Regions from separate parts of the Mus musculus genome. Here regions 1, 2 and 4 are each linked to region 3. The links are chromatin contacts, called in public Hi-C and HiChIP or PLAC-seq maps. All regions are on one chromosome and are shown on one strand. The core of a region is the stretch at or near the end of the contact, and the rest is flanking DNA. Distances in the headings are between cores, read along the strand shown.

Region 1 (2,854 bases), core at 98-2,597, 300 kb before region 3:
TCTAGGCCTGGAAACCAACTTGGTATGTATATCCTAGAAATGCCATTGGATCCAGGACCTGCCTGTCCTCACTGTGCAAAAAAACGCCTCTGGCCACAGCCCCTGCCCTGATGGGACGGGCCCAGGTTGATTGGGCACTGGGCCGACTATGTTTCAGGCACCGCTGTGCATTGAGGCATCTGCTGCCACCATCTCCGGGCAGATGGCTTCCAGTGAGCTAAGTGTGTGCGGGGGAAGGGGTGCCATAGGAACCCCTTCCCGCAGGGAGCTTGGGGGCGGGAGAGGCAGGCACCCGCTAGAGCGAGCAGGGAGCAGACCACATCTGAAGGAGAGGCTGGGACCACACGAGTTCTGAGTGGGGTAAAGCCAATGAGTTTGTGGAGTCCCTGCCCATCCTCGGAAGAGAGGTGAGGTATCTCATGGAGCAGGGTTAGCCTTTCCCAGCAAACCTGGCTGGGTGGTCTTGGGTGACTTCTTTCTTTCAGGTTCCCAATGCCTGACAGAAAACCATCCTCAGACATCTGCCAGCTCCCAAACTTGAAGCTTCAGTAGGATGAGGGTGTCACCAGCACACAGACACTTGTCTGTTAGGGGGTGGTACAGTGAAGACACACTGGCACACCCTACCAGGCTCACCCAAGGCTCCCTGAGGGCTAGTCTTTGTGCTGTGTTAGTTGAGGTCACGGTGCTGGGCAGGGTTCTTTACCAACTGTCCCTAGCCACACCGGCAGCAACTGGAACCACAGGGGCGAGGGGCTGCCCAGTCTTCTGGCCAGGACACTAGCTGGGGTCAGAAATCCACTTCTCTCCCGGCTATCCCCAAAGCCATGTCTACTGCACTCAGGACTTACAGAAGAGCCAGGAACCTCAGTTCTCAAGGAAGAGGTAAACAGAATCCATCCTGGAGAGTTATGGTAAGGCAGGTCCTCCAGGGGCATTACGGAGGAACTGTGGGAAAGTTGTCAAGGAAAGAGCAGGGCGCCAGCCAGCAGCCTTGCCAGCGTGTCCATCAGGTGCCCCAGGTCCGAAGGCCTGCAGCCAGAGCTTGTGTGCTTGAGGCGGCTCTCTTCATTCCTACAACCACCTTGTAATGGTTTATGTCTGTTACCTCTAAGACTGGGCTGAGGCAAGACTGAGGAGGTCTGGGTGGCACCTGGGCCCGAGCTTCCCGATGCAAGGCGGGGGTGGGGAGCTGGTCTGCCCCATGCCATCCCTAGCATGTGGACCTGTGAAGACTCTGTGTTCTATAGAGATGCTGACTAGTACCTCAGACGTCCAGAGAGGGCAGCATGTGGGCCTCCCCTTCCTCCCCTTCCCTCTAGGCCTAAGGAGGCTGCTCCTAGCTGGCCGAATACTCTCCCGCTCATACCAAATGCCTCCTCCTGCCATGACTCAGCCCGGCTGTTACTCAGCCTCCCTTCTGCTGGCAGCTGCCTTTTGTTTTTTGGATTTGAGTTTGTTTGGGGGTTTTGTTTTGTTTCTCCCCCCTTCCCCCAAGTGTAATACTGGCACTGAGCCAAGGCAGGGTGTCTCTCACAGCTCTGGCCTCTGCCTATGCAGGATCAGGAGTGGCTCTCCGGGTCACGAAGGCTAAAGGCAGAAAATGGTCAAACCCTGGGTCTAGTCATCTGGGCACTAGGGACTTGGTCACCTCCAGAGAAAATTCAGGCCCCACCCCAGTCCCACCATTGGTTCAGCCAGATTCTACAGTTTCTGGGGTATCCATCCATCCAAAACCAGCCTTCCCAGTCCATAGCAGAATGGACAGATGAGAGATGAGGCGCTGTGACCCTAGGATCCAACATGCCCTCGATGTCGTAGTGTGAATATCCAGAGATCAGAGGCTCTCTTGGAAAAGGAAAGGCCCAAAGTTCCAGCTTTCATAGAGCAAACGGTGTGTCCTGGAGAGTTGTCATGCCCATGGCTGCCCTGGGGAGCTAATGAAGGCAGCCTAGCCCCAAGGTTTCTCTGTCCTTAGGAGGCACCATGCCAGGCAAGGTGGCCCTGACAGGGATGATTCTGTCCTGGGACTGGGCCCACAAACAGAATGGACAGACAAGAGATGAGGCACTTGAGCTAGAGACCCAGTCTCTTGAAGTGGGATTGGCATCTCCTTTAAGGGTGACGGCCACTAGGTGAGGCGGGAGCAGTGAGAAATGACATCACATTTCTGTTTCGACTCTGAATCTGGAAGGTTCACCGAGGAGAGCATTTGCATTTAGGAAGGAGGGACTGGCTTGAACCTGAGGGAACTTGAAGAGGAGAAGGGATTTGCAATGGGTATCAAGAGACTTGCTGCTGCTCTTGTGGCCTCAGAGAATGGCCTGCTGGGAGGAGGGCTGAAAGACTTTTGCCTCCTGGACAGAGATCCAAGGTTTCAAGGTGCAGAAAGAGCTAGAGCCCTGGTGAATGGTGCCTTTGTGGTACCTCATGGGAGAGTTAGGTAACGGCAAACTGACATGGGGGTTCAGATAACCATGGGAGACAGTTCCACAGTGGAATAAGCCAGCTCTGCCCAGCCCAAACCTTTCTTGCCACCTGCAGTGTCTTCCCAGCCCTTCCCTCCTCTGCTACTCTGTGTCCATGTCTCATGCAAGGGGTTGGATGGCAGCCTCAGAAAGATGTATCTGCCTAGAACTGGGGCCTTACACAGATAAGAGTTCACAGATGCCACCAACTTACATGCCTCAAATACATGTTTCCCATCCATGGGCATGGACCCAGTCAGTGTTCCACATTTGCTGACCTTAAAAACCAGGGCACTCTGCCCCATTGCTTCAGTGATGGTCTGATAGGTGGGTAGCCAAGCAGTGGGGCCAATTCAGCAAACCCCACTGTAGCTGCAAGGAAGTCA
Region 2 (2,796 bases), core at 275-2,774, 270 kb before region 3:
TACCCAATGGCCCCAGAAGGCTAGTGTCCAGATCTTTGTTGGTGACAGATTCCAGCTGAAAGCAAGGCTTTCATTACTAAGGAAGGCTTGGGCCACAAACAGCTACTGTGCAAAGTTGCTGGAGATTAAACAAATCAGACTTAAAAAAAATCCTGCGAGTGTCCTGACTGTACTGTACAATCCCTTCTTAAGCTCTGCTGCGTCCCTGGAGAGGTATCTCCAGCCTAGGAACTGGGCAGGAAGCCCTAACTGGGGAGGGATTACAGAGTGGGGCCGGGACAAGAGGCCAGGGCAGGGAGCAGGACCCAGGCAGGCTGTCTCTGGAGAGCATGCAGCACGTTCCCCTGAGCCCTTACCTTTCTCCAGCTCGCTGATCCGTTGGTGTAGGGAGGTCAAGGCGCTCTCGATCTTGGCCCTTTCCTCTGTGTCGTTCTTGGGGCCCCCTTTCCCCTCCTCCAGAGTGTTCACCCGAGACAGCACCTGCCGCTCCAGGTCATCGATCTTGCTCTGCAGCAGATCCTTGAGGCTGTTGGTTTGGCTGGAAGAATTGAGGCGGCTGTACTGCTGCGGGGGCATAAGGGCAGGGGAAAACCACACCGTTAGGCGTGCAGCCCGGACCGTGCGCGAAGGCCCGCGACGCGGTCCCTGGGGCGATTGCGGGGGTGGCCTGGAGGGAAGCTCCAGCGAGTGGCAGCCCTCGGTGCCCCGCAGGGTTCGAGAGGCGCCGGTCAGGCATCAGCGCGCCGAAGAGGCAAGGAAGGGGGGACGGGGGTGCCGGACCGGGTCGGGATGGGGTGGGCGAGGGCAGAAGGGCGCATAACACGGAGGGGAAACCGCAGCTCACGCGGACCTCGAGGTTCTCCAGTCGGGTTTTGAGAGATTGCAAAGTTTGCCCGAGTTGGCTGAGCGTCTCCGCGGCCGGCGTCCGGGACAGGTCGCCCATCGTGTTCTTGCCCGAGCCAGGCTGCTTGCGGCCGCCTCCCGACCTGGCCTCGCCGGGACCCGAGTCCAGGGTGCTCTGGCTCTCGCAGCGGCCAAGCTTGGTGGTCAGCTCCCTGATGGTCTCCTTCTGGCTGAGGATGGTCTCCTTCTGCTGCAGCACGGTCTCGCGGAGCTGCAGCACGTTGCTCCGAAGCTCCTCCGCGCCGCCCGCAGCCACGGACGCGGCACACATGTCTGCATCCACCGGCACCGAAGTGCAGATGAAGCGGGTCGGCCCGAAATCTTGGGCCCCACTGCCCAGGAGGCAGAGGGCGAGCAGCGCACAGGTGCGTGCGGCGCGGCCGGCCAGCATGGCTCCGGACACTTGGAGCACCGGGGCCGCTCGGCTCCGGTGGGGATCGGGCTGAGACCGGGATCGGGCTGGCTGGGGCAGTCGCTCCGCAGGCGGCCCGCGCTCTAGCACCGCGCTTCTACGCCGCACAGTCTTCTCGGCCGCGCTCCTCGGCCCCCACTGCCGCCTGCGCTGCGGAGCCCGCGCCTTTTATGCAGCCGCGGGAGGGGCCTCGGCGCCGCCGACGTCAGCGGGGGAGGAATCCCGCTTTAATTGTGTGCGGACCGGCCCCGCGGCGCCGCGGGGGTCGCACGGGAGCGCGGCTGGAGCTACCTCGGCCCTCCCCATCTCGTCCCTCCCGGATCCGCCACCGCCCCCTCCCACCGCCTCCGCACGCACGCCCCCGCCTGGGCCCGCGCCGCTTCCCCGAAGACTACCAGAATACAGGGCCAAGAAGGAGATCGGCCGTGGGCCTGGATTAGATGGTGGGGCACCTGCCCAATACCCCTAATCTCCAACGGGGCTCGGAAAAGAAGAATGGCCACAAGACAAGCTCGGTTCGCTTGCTCCACACTAAGCGCCCGTGTGGTTCGGGCTCCATGCGCTCGCAGCCCTCTTCTTCCTAAATAGTCAACGTCGGTGTCCCCTGCGTTCAGCTCGCTGAGGTCCAGAAAAGGGGTCGCGAGGCCGAACAATGATTCATGGACATTTGTGGCTGAAAGCCACGGAGCACTCTGAGTCTGGGGATCCCCCACGCCCTGGCTCCCCGCCCTACTGTATTCCCCTTCTTCCAACTCCTGAGGATTGTAGACCTAATAATGTCCCCCGCCCCCGGAAACGAGAGCCCGCACTATGCACTCGTCAGGGCTAAGGCCTTCTCGGATCTGTGGATCAAACCCTTCCTGCCATCCAAGCCAGCCTAGTTCCAGGCAGGTGGCGCCCCAGAAGCTGGCTGGCCACTCAAAAGGGGCCCCTGGGGGAGCTTCTTCCCTTACCGCTCTGGGCGTGTCTGTGTGTCCCTTTGTAGGTGTATGTGAGCGTTGGGTTTACCGGTCCACTTGAAACCCCGTCTAGCCCATTCCTCGCGCCCCTGGACTTTGGAGGAGGGGTTTCAGAGGTGGGCAGCGACTTCGCATCTACAGGGGTTCGCACCTCTTTACCCTTTTCCTACAGACACCTTACCCAGCCACCTGCACACCCATACCTCCTTTTTTTCTGGATAGCAGCACTGCCGGCTGGGATTCCAGTCCAGGTTTCAATGCCTCTGGGGACTCTGGACAAGGGTCTGGGCTGCAGCCCCACGTCGGAGTCAGAATCGGACCTGGGAACTCGCCCAAGATCCAATTATGTTGAAAAGAAAACGAAGGCGGGGAGAACCCACATCGGGTTTTAAATGACTGGAAAAGCCCAACTACAGGCTGGCTGGGTTCGCCCCATAGACCTTCCAGTCAAGCATTCGGTTGCCTCACTCCTTTTACGGGTCTGCGATGGACCAGACTAGGTCCGGACTGTGAGGCGCCAGT
Region 3 (3,061 bases), core at 538-3,037:
TTTGCCCTGCTCTGCTGCAGCGCCAGCCTTCCCACAGTGCCCTCACTCCATGGTCAGTGCCCCACCTAGCTCTCTCCCTCGTCTTTCATGATGCTAGCCTTTCACTCCATGCCCACCCCTGTCTCCCTCTTTCGAGCTGCCTCCTTCCATAGGGTGTCTGGCCTGGATCCTCCACCTTCTCTCTTCTGTCCTGTCTCCTGGTTTCTGTTGTGTGTTCGAGCTTGCTGTGCTTTGCTGTATCCAAGACAGTATTTAAGATGGCCTCTCCATCTCTGAAGTAACCCACAGCTGGGTCCTAATCTTCATCTTGCTTGATTCATCTCATGTCCAGTACTGCTGAGTACATCACTGACCTGGCTTCCAAAGCCCCACATCCATATGATCTTGCTCTATCTTCACAACGATTCCCTTCACCATTTTCTTGGAAGGTTCCACCTGTCTCCTTGGCCTCTAATAGTTAGAGTCAGTCCTGGGTCCCTTCTCTAGAGCTCAACCACAAACAAACAAACAAACAAAAAAAAAAACCAACAACAACAACAAAAAAACAGGCTAAATATGGTGCACACCTGCAATCTCAGCTCTCAGGAAGCTGAGGAAGGAAGATGAGGAACCGCAGACTGGTGTGGGTAGACAGGGAAACTCTCTCTCTCTCAAAATAATACTCACAGTGATAGTGAAGAAATGGTGGTTCTGGAGACATGGCCTCGTGTTCCTACAAGTCGTATGTGCTCTCCTGCAGAGGACTGGGGCTCAGGGATGCAGTGACCCTCATAGCTACCTCTTATCACACCCTCCCTGATGGTTGACAGGCCACACATTCAGATTTCCTCTGTCTCCTGTCAGGCTGTTGACAGAGCCCGTAAGCCCTGCGCCCTCCAGCTCTGTCCATTGTGGTCACTGCCTTGTCAGGACTGAGGGGTGAGGGAGGGCGGTGGAAAGAAACCTGCCTCCCTAACCGACTCTTTGGCTTTTCCCACAGCACAGCCCATTCTTTGCCGAGCAGCTGACAGCATTCCAGGTGTGGCTCACAATGGGTGTGGAAAACAGGAGCCCCCCAGAGCAGCTGCCCATCGTCCTGCAGGTCAGTCGCTTCCCACAGACCTAACTGAGACACCTGTTCCTCAGGAGGCGAGCCGGGCTGTGCTTCAGGCCAACGGTACATCGATGTGTTACATCTGATCTGAAGTCAGATGCTTGCTTACTCCCAGCGGCCTCCTCTTGGCAAAGCCACTGAATTCCCTTTTTCCTCTCCCAATTAAATATAGATTGGGATAGATCACCACTCCCTCCTCCTGCTTACATGTTAGGAACTAATGAAGTGTCACTGCCAACGAACCTTGCTATGGTGCAGAATCTTGGCATCACCACCTCCTTCTGTTTGGAAGGACACGAGATAAAAGTTTGTCCTGTGAGGAAAGGGTGAGGCCACCAAGCAGATCCTAACGGGGCTATGACATCATTTCCTGACCAATACCAGAGCAGCACAGACAGACCAGGTCCTTGCTGTGGTCCTCAGAAAAACAGGACCTTCTCTATGTGTCAGCAATTCATGTGCAAACTGGTCTGGTTCTGGGGGACCCATTTACTGCCTGCTGACTGAAATGACATGGGGCAGGGATATGAATAGTGGATTTGTCATCACAGTTGGGTAGATAAGTCACAAAGATTGTGTCTCATTAAATGTGTGTTTGTGGGAGAAACTGATAAGCTAGGCTGTGACTAAGAAAAGACCTTTTACTCGGGAACCATTGACTAGATCAGATACCTAGGATTGGCAACTTACTGTAAAAGCCAGAAAATACTATTTATCAAGTTTCCAGGGCAGTTGAGCTCAGGCAGAAGCTGTGGAAATCATGAGGGTGTACCACTTGGAAGGTTAGGAAGCCTGTATCTCTGGAGGAGCAGAGGGCAGGCTCCCCTCTCAGTGGGAGGGGCAGAGCTTGCCAAGGGCCAGGGATGGGGCCATCACTCTCCAAAGCACTCGTTATAATCAGCCAGACCCATGGTCTGATTTCCACCTGCCTAAGGACATTGCCTCGCTTCTTTCAAAGAAGGCCTTGTGTTTGCTCATTAGGGCTGCTAACCACATTGTGTGGACAACCCTCCATCTTCACTGTGCCAAATGCTCAGAGCAACTGTAGCTCAACAGTGTCTCCGCAGAGCACAGTGCCCTCCCCACCCTACCCCATCCCCCACCAGAGCCTCTCCCACAGCACAGCCAGCCTCCCAATCTCAGGAGGTGATTCACCTATCCCAGACCTTGGGTTTCTCCCTGTCTAAAGCCCCGGTAATCTCAGCCAGCAAAAAATAAATAATATTTTTTTAAAAAGGCAAGAAAGAAGAATGCATGTAACATAAAGAGTTACCAATAGCCTGTTCCTCTTGAAGTGGGAACTTTGTAGAATGGCCTTAGGTCAAAGAGAGGTAATGCTATATTGTTACGTCTTTTCTGAAATTATAAAAATAATTATCACTGCTCCTCTTACATGTGTCTAGCATAGTTTTAAGAAAGTTCTGGAACTGCAAGAAGAGCTAGAAACTAACCAAATGTTTCCACAACAAAGCAAAAGTAATGACAGCAGGACAAGGCCTGGGGAGGCGCAATGCCTGCGTGATTCCAGTAAATGGCAGCAACCCTGGGTCACCTGGGTCACCACACCACTCTCTCTCCACCCTGCCTATTATTGAAGCAGCACAGCAGAGTAGCGCTGGTCCTCCCCACAGCAGGGCTCCAGGGCCAGGCATGTTCATCCAGTTCTTTGGGGTCTGGCAATAGTCCTTTTGTAAATGGCTTTTATCGACTTTATTTTTCATGTTCCATTTACAACCCACACTCTCAGGGTAGGGGAAGACCTCTAGAGCCAGCCTGATACCAAACATGGAGCAGTAGCCATGAGAGCACACACACCATCTTCCATGTGCTCTTTCAGACAGAAGTAAGCAGCAGGTCCTGTACCACACAAAAGGCTCTGTCTCCCGGGCCAGGTCCCCTATGACTCAAGGGGCGAGCCCTGAAGAACAGACTTGGGGTAGACAAAGAACGGGATAGGAGCTAGGGAAT
Region 4 (3,275 bases), core at 158-2,657, 330 kb before region 3:
AAGAGGTCGCAAACCCCAGTCCTTCCTGCTGGTACCTGCTGGCCTTGGCTCTTTTGTCTTAAGGTAAAGACAAACAAAAGGCTACAATCTAGAGCTGGAGAGCTGGTTCAGCAATTGCCAAATATGTGCTGCTGTTTCAGAGGGCCCAAATTCAATGCCTAGCACCCATGTCAAGAGGACCACAGGCTCCTGTAACTTGAGCTCCAGGGGAATCTAACTCTTCTGGTCTCCGTGGGCACCTGCATTCGTTACCAGACTTACAAGAATGAAAATAAATCTCTAAGAAAAAAAAAAAACACTACAGTCTGCTGAGCTCATGTCATTGAGAGGGAGATACACATTAGGTAAGGCTCTGGGTACTAAACGGACAGGATGGGTATTTGGGGTAAGAGACCTATACTAGAAACAGAAAGACTGGTCCTCATTAAGTACTCACCCAGCAGGAAATGAATGAGGCAGACTAATGCAATCAAGAATATAAAAACTACAGTTCTGCACCAAATCGTTGAGCATAGCCAACTTTGCGTTTTGTTTTGGGTTGACACCCTGTAGTGCCTAATCTTGTTTGTGGACTTGGCTATATCTGGAATGAACTAAAACCTAAGAGTCCAGATACCTGCCCTCTATCTAGGACACACCTTCTGGTGGCAGCCTGTATAAAAAGACATGAAAGAAGGAAGCTTTTGTTTTTTGCCTGCTTATGGCAAGCTCTAAATCCCCTTTATGTATTTTCTATCGGTTCTCTTCCTCTAGAAGAACCCTAACTAACACACACACACACCCTGGTCTGGAGGATCCTTTGTTTTTGTTTTTTCGAAATGGGATTTCTCCGTGTAGTCCTGGTTGTCTTAGAACTCAATTACTGTAAACCAGGCTGGCCTCGTATTCAGGGATCCTCTTTACTCAAATGCTGGAATTAATGGAGTGCGCCCACGCCCAGGACCCTCGACTTCACTGGTTTTTGAGTTCTTATTCCGGACTAATTTCTCACAATCGGTACAACTGAAAAAATCTATGCTGCAAAGGTGTCTCAAGTTTGCACAGAGGTTTTCTGCTCCGCAAGCGCGTGCTCATACGCAATGTGTCGATGTGCGGACCCGAACCTGGCAGTAATTGGAACCGCGTTACCCCAGGGCTCAGGGCTCCGTGTGTGCGAGGGATGCAACTGCTGGCCAATCTTTTCAGAGCGGGGCCGAAGCTGCTGGAGGGCTGGAGGCGCCAGGTAAGGCGCAGAGCTGGGCTTGCATTTCCCAAACCTGTGCGCCAACCCACCTACGGGACGGGACGCCGGCATCTGAGAGAGTCGCGCGGGAAGAAGTCAGCGCTCGGCGCCCAGCACTGCTGTGACAGCGGCCCCTGGTGGCGGCAACCTCAGCTGAAGCGGAGGGACGCTAAACGAGCGAGGCTAACAGCTCGGCGCCGGCGCTCCGGAAGTGACGTCCTCAAAGCCTCGAGGCGCTAGCCATGGCTCACACGGCCGCTGAGCGGCCGCCAGAGGAAACCCTGTCGCTGTGGAAAGGGTAATGGGGTCGGGGTCGTGCATTAGCCAAGGGGGTGGCCTTCTCCAGTGACCTCCGACCTCACAGCCCCTGTGGCGGCTGGGAAACTGACCCTCGGTGCTGCGGCACAGGCCTGCTCCGGGCCGCCGGCTGCCGGAAGTTGCAGCCAGCCTTTGTGGGCGTGGTCCTCGTTTCCGGTACCGGGGATTCCCATCGCCGAGAGCTTTTCCTTCTCAGTGTGGCTTGATGGACAAAAAGGAGAGAGGGTGGGCTGGGAGGGGGGACGCCCCGAGCGTCGCGCTCTTCCCATGGGCCCTGAGCCCGTTTGATGTTCGTGTCCTATTAGGGAACAAGCCCGGCTGAAAGCGCGCGTGGTGGATCGGGACACGGAGGCCTGGCAGCGGGACCCCAGCTTCTCGGGCCTGCAGAAGGTCGGGGGCGTGGATGTGTCCTTCGTGAAAGGGGACAGTGTCCGGGCCTGCGCTTCCCTGGTAGTGCTGAGCTACCCCGAGCTCAAGGTAACCCGGGTGGGATGTTGCGCCCGGTGCAGTTCGATCGTAGGCAGAGAGCCAGGGTCCAGTTTTATAAAATTTACTTTTTTTTTTTAATACTTGCACCCCGTAGTGTATATATATATATTTGATGCTAGGAAGCCGACTCAGGCCCTCGAATGTGTTAGGCAAGGGACTGATACACTTCCACCCCGTTTGTAGAGTGTAATGAATAGATTGGAATGCCTTTGAAGAAAAGTTTTCAAAAGCAAAAAGCAGAGGAAATATGGGCACCAGGATGCTTGTGATGTACATAAACTCCCACGGGTCTACATATATGTACACAAATGGTGAATTAAAAGTAGTTTTTAAAGGATCGACAGACAATTCCAGGTCTGGTTGTTGTGTTTCTGATCAGATGGAAGGGACTCGGAAGCCCAGGGACCTTAAAATTCTGAGGGGAAAGGTGTCCCAATGGAAAGGCATCGTGAGACACAAGGACCCGGGAACCACACAGCTCTGAGAGGAAGCCTCAGCCCCGCTCTCTCCACTTCTCTTCTCTTCTCTTCTCTTCCTTGCTTCTTTTCTGACAGGAGAGTTACACCAAGCAGGAAATTTTATGAAAGAGATTTATTGGAGGGAAGACTCCAGGAGGAGGAGGAGGGACTAATCTAGGAATGGCTGCCCTCTGCTCTCGGGGGGGGGGGGGGGGGGGGGGGGGCAGACAGCAGGAAACTGGACAAAGGGGCAGTGCTTTTATAGGATTTCTGAGGGGACAGAGCTTCTCAGGGCAGAGATTTCCAGAATGAGGATTTGTGGGATCTCAAGTCCTGAGCTTGGGGTGGGCTCAGGGATCATTGGATTTTTCACCTCCTTTCCCTGTATTAGGGCCATGACTTAGAGTAGGAAGTCCTTCCTGGTGGCAGCCAGCTTTTGCTGAGGTGCCATCTCTGAGGCTGCTGGGGAGGCTGGAGAGAGGTGCTGCCTCTGTGAACAACTCCGGTAGTGGTGCTTCATCAAGGCTGTAGGCTGGGGCATTGAAAGAAGGTCTCACCACTGTGGACAGCTCCTCAGGACAGAAGTAGGCTGAGGCAGGAAAGGTGCTGCCACCATGGACAGCTCCTGTGATGGCCTTGGGCTGAGGAGATGTCATAGTGCCTCTATTTTGATAGGCGCTGCCATTTTGGACATTTTACTGCTGCCGCTGTAGCCTGGGTCGGGAAGGAAGGGCCTTCCGCAGCCTTGATGGCTTTTGTGGCGCACTTCTCAGGAACTGCAGTTGTCA

What was found. A called contact is a pair of places that touch in the nucleus more often than the background predicts. HiChIP or PLAC-seq counts read pairs in DNA pulled down with a chosen protein or histone mark.
Region 1: a contact with region 3 is called in a FOXA1 HiChIP or PLAC-seq map of pancreatic cancer cells. The contact joins two enhancer-like sites. A contact is called at or near these places in 4 of 484 Hi-C or Micro-C datasets (bone marrow-derived macrophages, cortical neurons, embryonic fibroblasts and 1 more), 13 of 115 datasets of contacts at active chromatin or transcription factors (SST interneurons, acute myeloid leukemia, bone marrow-derived macrophages and 9 more) and 3 of 9 other capture datasets (adipose tissue, embryonic stem cells and liver).
Region 2: a contact with region 3 is called in a Hi-C map of bone marrow-derived macrophages, with 33 read pairs. The contact joins the promoter of Nptx1 here to the enhancer-like site in region 3. A contact is called at or near these places in 7 of 39 promoter capture datasets (3T3-L1-derived adipocytes, the C10 cell line, the HPC-7 cell line and 4 more), 2 of 484 Hi-C or Micro-C datasets (bone marrow-derived macrophages and cerebellum), 14 of 115 datasets of contacts at active chromatin or transcription factors (acute myeloid leukemia, craniofacial prominence, embryonic basal ganglia and 10 more) and 4 of 9 other capture datasets (adipose tissue, embryonic stem cells, liver and 1 more).
Region 4: an H3K4me3 HiChIP or PLAC-seq map of bone marrow-derived macrophages shows a contact between it and region 3, with 4 times the contacts expected there. The contact joins the promoter of Endov here to the enhancer-like site in region 3. A contact is called at or near these places in 5 of 39 promoter capture datasets (the C10 cell line, cancer-associated fibroblasts, embryonic stem cells and 2 more), 3 of 484 Hi-C or Micro-C datasets (bone marrow-derived macrophages, cortical neurons and myeloid progenitors), 27 of 115 datasets of contacts at active chromatin or transcription factors (the NIH/3T3 cell line, acute myeloid leukemia, bone marrow-derived macrophages and 18 more) and 4 of 9 other capture datasets (adipose tissue, liver, macrophages and 1 more).

What each region holds. Positions count from the first base shown.
Region 1 is chr11:119,515,829-119,518,682 of GRCm38.p6, forward strand. No RefSeq gene overlaps it. Among named protein-coding and RNA genes, the nearest start is that of Gm39484, 5.9 kb to the right of the region's middle. Within about 2 kb of position 1,348, at least 70 of the 459 cell types and tissues checked have an H3K27ac peak or open chromatin away from gene starts, as enhancers often do. A contact at or near this core is called in pancreatic cancer cells, where this site is marked.
Region 2 is chr11:119,546,296-119,549,091 of GRCm38.p6, forward strand. Nptx1 (neuronal pentraxin 1) reads right to left here and starts at 1,525. Exons shown (of 5, transcript NM_008730.2): 1 at 851-1,525; 2 at 357-564. The coding sequence starts at 1,294. Gm11762 (predicted gene 11762) reads left to right here and starts at 2,335. Exons shown (of 4, transcript NR_045099.1): 1 at 2,335-2,796.
Region 3 is chr11:119,816,099-119,819,159 of GRCm38.p6, forward strand. It overlaps Rptor (regulatory associated protein of MTOR, complex 1), which reads left to right. Exons shown (of 34, transcript NM_028898.3): 11 at 980-1,081. Among named protein-coding and RNA genes, the nearest start is that of Rptoros, 17 kb to the right of the region's middle. Within about 2 kb of position 1,788, at least 44 of the 459 cell types and tissues checked have an H3K27ac peak or open chromatin away from gene starts, as enhancers often do. A contact at or near this core is called in bone marrow-derived macrophages, cerebellum, microglia and 1 more, where this site is marked.
Region 4 is chr11:119,489,940-119,493,214 of GRCm38.p6, forward strand. Endov (endonuclease V) reads left to right here and starts at 1,408. Exons shown (of 9, transcript NM_001164636.1): 1 at 1,408-1,520; 2 at 1,846-2,017. The coding sequence starts at 1,465. A930037H05Rik (RIKEN cDNA A930037H05 gene) reads right to left here and starts at 1,296. Exons shown (of 4, transcript NR_153849.1): 1 at 1,104-1,296.